Linked DNA regions of Macaca mulatta: region 2 is linked to region 1. A link is a contact called in public Hi-C data. All regions are on one chromosome and are shown on one strand. Each heading gives the region's core, a stretch centred on a gene start, on an enhancer-like site or on the middle of the called end of the contact. The rest is flanking DNA. Distances are from core to core; before and after follow the strand shown. Region 1 holds the start of SLC25A4 (solute carrier family 25 member 4). Region 2 holds the start of CFAP97 (cilia and flagella associated protein 97).

Region 1 (2,861 bases), core at 245-2,744:
GGACAGGCAGGGCAGGGACAGGGGAAAAGGACAGGAGAAAAAAGAAGGTTTGCACTTCCTAGATTTTTTTTTTTTTTTGAAGAAAAAAAGGATGAGGAAATCAAATGGATACTGAGGACATGTAAATGGATACTGTTATCCATGTTAGTTACTAGATAACAAGCCAAAATAATCCAATGTGGCTTCAATTATTAGGGTATTTGAGGGAAAAGGTGTTGCCCCAAATAAACTGAAGAGGTGACTGAATTGTATAAAGCTAGCCATTTATCTATTTCACTTTCCCTAGGTCTGAGAACTGTATGAGGGGCTTACTGGGGGACAGAATGAGTAACACTCCCTGCTTCAAAGGGCTTTGGATTTAATAGACATGATGGCCAAAAAATGACAATTTCTCAGTGTCACTCTGATCACCCTGGAGATGAGGATCTCTAGTAGATGCTCTAATAGAGGAAGGAGAATAAATCCACTAAGCATTAGGGCTCCAAAGTTTTCAAGCAGACAATCCAAGTAATCAATTATTGAGGTTTCGCTGCCTTTGTGAGCAATTTGTGGGGGGGTTTGTTAGCAATTTTGACTCCCAAATTGGGCTCTTCCTCATTGAGGGGCCCTGACCTTTTGGGCAGGTGGAGAAAAACAGGAGGATGATGATAAGCCATTCAGCGACCAGGTAGGGGAGGAAAAGATTTGGAGACAGGATGATCTGAGTTTATTCCGAAAATTGTTTCTTAACATTTCAAAACCTCAGCTTCATCTGTAAAATGGAGAAGAAAAACTCTCTCACAGAGGTTACATAAAGATGAAGGCGTCAGCCTGCATACAGCACTGTGCGTGAGATACGATAAGGGAATTCCTGCGTGATGATTATTTTGGTGTTTTCATTGTAAAGGTGCGTGCGCATAAGACGGTGCCAAAAATACTGGCAATCACTAGGTGCCTCCAGGCCTGAGTGCACGCCCGGGCTGTCACGGGCGCAGGATCTGGCACACGTAAACCGGCTCCGGGTGGGTTTCCATATATAGACACCCGAACGCCGGGCGCCACCCGACACCAGGAATCTGCGACTGACGCTGGACCTGTCTCTACGCAGAGGGCACCTTCTTCCCCCACAAGCGGGCGGGCGCCCGGGCCTGTGGCCTGGCGCAGATTTTCCGCGGCGCCCCGCACCCTGCAGCTCGCGCCGCATCGCGCGCCCCGCCCGGCCCACCTCGCCAGCGCCCGCGCCTCGCACCGCGCCCGCACCACCCCTTGCACCGCGCCGTCCTCACCTGCAGCAGCAGTTTGACCCTCTCGATGGGGGCGACCGCGGTCTTGGAGACTGCAGCGGCGACACCACCGGCCAGGAAGTCCTTTAGGAAGCTCCAAGCGTGATCACCCATGGTGACAGCTCGACGCACTCAGCCCGCGGGCAGCCCGCTCGCGCTCTCGCCCACGCCCGGCCTGGCACCGCCGCGCAGTCCCCGACCCTGCGCGACGCGAAGGGGCCGCCGCCTCGCCCGCAGCCCCCCCTTATATCCGCGCCGGGCTCTCGCGAGAGGAGGCGGGTCGCGGCCGGCGCGCGCGCCGCGCATTGGCTGGCCATGTACGCGGCGCCCCCTCCTCCCGCTTCAGAGGGCATCGGGGGCGAAGGCGTTTCCGGGAGCGGGGCTGGGCCGGGGGCTGTCCCTGCAACTTGGGACATTTAAAGGGCACATTCATGTTATCTGTCCCGCCGAGCCCAAGGAACACCGTGTCACCGCGGCATGTGGGCCGCGTATTTATAGCACAAGCAGCCTTAGGCCGGGTTGAAGCCGGGGCAGACACCGGGCGGCTGCCTCCAGCGGAGCGTTCTTGACCCTCCAGCCTGCACGGGCCGCCCTCAGGCCCAGGGATTTCGAGCCGTTTCCTCCTTCTTGCATCTAAAGGCGCCCCCCACCAGAACTCACTGCCTGGATATGGGCTTCCTTAGAGCCGTGCGCTCCGGAGAGAATAAATGGCAATCCTCTCAGATACTGTGGTCACTCGATGCTGTGATTGCCTCATAGAATCTGACAAACTGCTGCCTCTCACTTCATTTCATTCAATCGTTCGTTCCATCATTCATTCTGCTGTTACATATTGATGTGTCTGGCACTCAGTGCCCACAGGAAAGGCCTGGTGCAGGGGGGACTAGGTGAATTCATACTTGTTTTGGCAAAACTCTGACTCTAAAACACAGGTCACTTCTTTTGTAAGCCCCTAAAGGGTTTAACGTACCACTCTGCTCTCAGCGGAATTTCAGCACATATCAGGGCAGAATGTTCTCAGTCAGCTGGTGCCTTCTTGAGGGTCAGTGCTGTCAGTCTTCCAGAGAAGATCCAGTCCTTAGCTGTATTTGCCTCTTTTTAATGGCAGCTGGGGTTGAGGAAATGCTATTTAATCCCAGGAAATTGATTGCAATTAATTTCTTAAAATATATAAATTTGAGCTTTTATTTTCCTTAGCTTGTTTTTTAGGCAGTTCATGTAACCATACAGCTTTTCAAATACAACTGTTCCTTCCCCTAGAATGACTGCAATTTGTTTTTAACTTTAAACTCTTTACTCAATGATCTTCCCATGTTTGCTAATTTTCATTTGTACCTTTAACGAAGTTTATTGTTTTTATAAGCTTTTTTCTTTATTATGTTTGCTGACATCATGTTAGAGGTTTATGGAGCTGCAGCTGTGTGTCACCTGGGCCTGGAGACTTTGGTATAGCAGAAGTCACTCCGGTTCCAGGGCCACAGAGGGCAAGCGTTTTTCTAAGAGTGGGGCAGGCTAGAGTTCCGCAATCCAGGTAAGCAGAATGAAAGCTAGGAACTAGTGCAAAGTTGCCTGAGGTCAGAGCAGACAGAAAGTCAAGAC
Region 2 (2,861 bases), core at 127-2,626, 65 kb before region 1:
CCTCCCAAAGTGCTGGGATTACAGGCTTGAGCCACCGCGCCCGGCCACGCCCAGCTAATTTTTGTATTTTTAGTAGAGACGGGGTTTCACCATATTATTCAGGCTGGTCTTGAACCCCTCTCAGATGGCCCACCCGCTTCAGCCTCCCAAAGTGCTGGGATTACAGGCGTGAGCCACCACGCCCAACCAATGGTTTCTTTTAGGCAACAAAAAGAGAATTGATTATACTTTTGGTAATTAAGACCAACAAGTACAAAATGCATTGTGAAGGACCAAAACAGACAATCTTTACTGGAACTCCCCGGGACAGGGTAAGACCCATATTTCCTACCCTTCTTTGCACTTAGGGTATGAACAATATTTATTGAGTACCTACTGGATTGGGTACCATTGCTGCTATAACAAATTACTACACATTTAGTAGTTAAAACAACACAAGTGTATCGTCTTACAGTGCTGAAGGTCTTAAGTCTAAAATCAAAATTTGTGGGCTCGGGTTCCTTCCGAAGGTTTCAGGAGAGAATCCGTTTCCTCCTTTTGCAGCTCCTACCTGCACTCCTTGGCTCATTACCTCTTTCTGACATCACTCCAACCTCTAGCTTCTGTGCTCACAGCTCCCACTACTGACTTTGAACTTCTTGTCTCCCTCTTATAAGGACCTTTGTGATTCCGTTGGGTCCACTGGATAATCCAAGTTAATCTTCCCATTTTGATCCTTAATCACATCAGCTAAGTCCTGTCTGCTACATAAGGTGACATATTCACGTGATGTGGGGATTAGGAGGTACACATTTTTGGGGTGCCATCATCCTACCATACCTGAGAGTTCAACGAGAAGTTATTGCATTCAATATATTCTGCAGAGATCATTTTTACCTTAGATTGTTTTAACTACCCACCTCGTGGACCCCTCGGCAAAGGTCTTTCCATTCTGCTACCAGCCTCTGGTCCATAGGACGAACTAGTGGTATGAACTGAACTTTGCTGATAGAAAATATCACAAACACACAGCCGCCGTCCTTTTTTATTCTTGTTTTGGTAGAGAATTACAAGATAATCAAGGCAGCTTTCCCTATTAACTCACGATAACAACGGGGCCTACCCGCGTCGCCCTAGGCAGCCGGGAGCAGCAGTAATGCCTCTAGGGCGCCCTGGCAACCACGCGGGCTGGACCGCCTTCTTCCGCGGCTCTTCTCGTGTGCGCGTCCCTGGCCCGGCCTCCAGCTCCGCCCGCGTGGAGCCCCGGCCTGGCCGCCTGCCCGCCGCGCTCTGTGACGCCCGCCGCGAGGGCCGCGCGAGGCCCGGCGTGCGCCCCCGCCTCTCCCGAAGCGCCGGGCCCCGCGCCGCCCCTCCTTTCCCTTTCCGCTCTCTCCGCCTCCGGAAGCGCGGGCGCGCGGCGCCGGGAGCCCGTTCAGGGTCGCGGGAGTGCGCCAGCGCCGCGCGTGGGGCTGTGGCGGCCGCGGCTCTCAGGTGAGGGGCGCGCGAGCGGCTCCTGCCTCCCTGCTCGCGGGGTCACGCTCCTTTCCGTTCGAATCCGTTTCCCCGCTCCGGAGCCCAGGCGGCGGCGAGTACTCGGGGTGGGTTTAACGAAGCCTGCGCGGGCGGTGGGAGGCCGCGCCCCCACGACAGAGGCGCCCGTGGCGGCGGGTCCCGGCGCCGCCGCACCCCGTTCCCCGGCGAGAACGGTGGGTCCCGCCCTCTCACGCGTTCCGGGTGGCGTTGAGGGTCGGGATCATCCCTAAATTGAGATTGGGCCGCGACCACATGCAGGGCCCTGACGACTGCCTCCTACCTCTAAGTACTCGAACCTATCCCACGAGGCCCGAGGGACCATTTGCCTTCCGGGGACGGTAGGGGGTGTGGACAAGAGCCCAGAGTTCCTTGAAACAGGTGTTTAATTTGGGCCGGGATTTTCATGTACCCAATTGGGTATCTTGTTGGAGGCCTATTGTACTATTTAACTACAGAAATGTCACAGTAACAAGATGACAGTTTAAAAAGTGTCCGGTGCTTTTCTGTGTATTTTCCTGATGTTCGGTGAAAGCGCTAGTCGGGTTACTGCTGACTGTAGGACCTGGCAAGTGGGGTGTGTCCAGTGACTCCCAGGCAGCTTTGGTGAAAACTTGCCTCTGTCTCTATTTTTATTTTTTGAGACAAGGCCTTGCTCTGTGCCTCAGGGTGGAGTGCACGATCATGTCTCACTGCAGCCTCCCAAGTCCTGGGCTCAAGCCATCCTCCTGTCTCGGCCTCCCAAAGTGCCGTGATTACAGGCGTGAGCCACGCCCCTCCTGGCAAAGCTCTGTCTTGATTGAGCACCAGAGGGTTGTTATGGTCTGATGAACTATCCTTTAATTTTACCCTTTCCTAGTCTGTTGTAAAGAGAGTCTTAACTACTTTATTAAGTCATTTTTCTTATTTATTCTCTGTGGTAAATTAAATCACTTCGTAGTAAATGTTATCAAAAGAATTGCTTAGTGGATGGGAATGTTGGGTAAATTTTCCTGTAAATTAAGTCACATGAGTGTTTAAATCTTTACAATAACGCTGTTGGATGTTATTAACCAAAATTTAAACCTGAAAAGTCTCACAGGCACCGGACTACGCACCATGGCGCGTGAACTGTGGCCATTTAGGGAGGCAGCCGGCTTCCAGCTCTTGGGGACTTGTATGACCTTACCATAGATGCAGATAAAGGCATAGTTCTGGTGTGTGTATCTGGAGGGGTGGGGGAAGAGGACAGCAAACTATCAAGGAAACTAGGCTGAAACACGGTGATTTTTTTTTTTTTTTTTTTTTTTTTTTTGAGATAGGATCTCACTCTGTTGCCTAGGCTGGAGTGCAGTGGCCGGATCTCGGCTCAC

The links. A called contact is a pair of places that touch in the nucleus more often than the background predicts.
Region 2: a contact with region 1 is called in a Hi-C map of fetal cortex germinal zone, with 2.8 times the contacts expected there. The contact joins the promoter of CFAP97 here to the promoter of SLC25A4 in region 1. A contact is called at or near these places in 2 of 14 Hi-C or Micro-C datasets (fetal cortex germinal zone and fetal cortical plate).

The regions. Positions count from the first base shown.
Region 1 is chr5:193,578,759-193,581,619 of T2T-MMU8v2.0, reverse strand. SLC25A4 (solute carrier family 25 member 4) reads right to left here and starts at 1,494. Exons shown (of 4, transcript NM_001258165.1): 1 at 1,266-1,494. The coding sequence starts at 1,376.
Region 2 is chr5:193,643,408-193,646,268 of T2T-MMU8v2.0, reverse strand. It overlaps CFAP97 (cilia and flagella associated protein 97), which reads left to right and starts at 1,376. Exons shown (of 4, transcript XM_078002495.1): 1 at 1,376-1,470.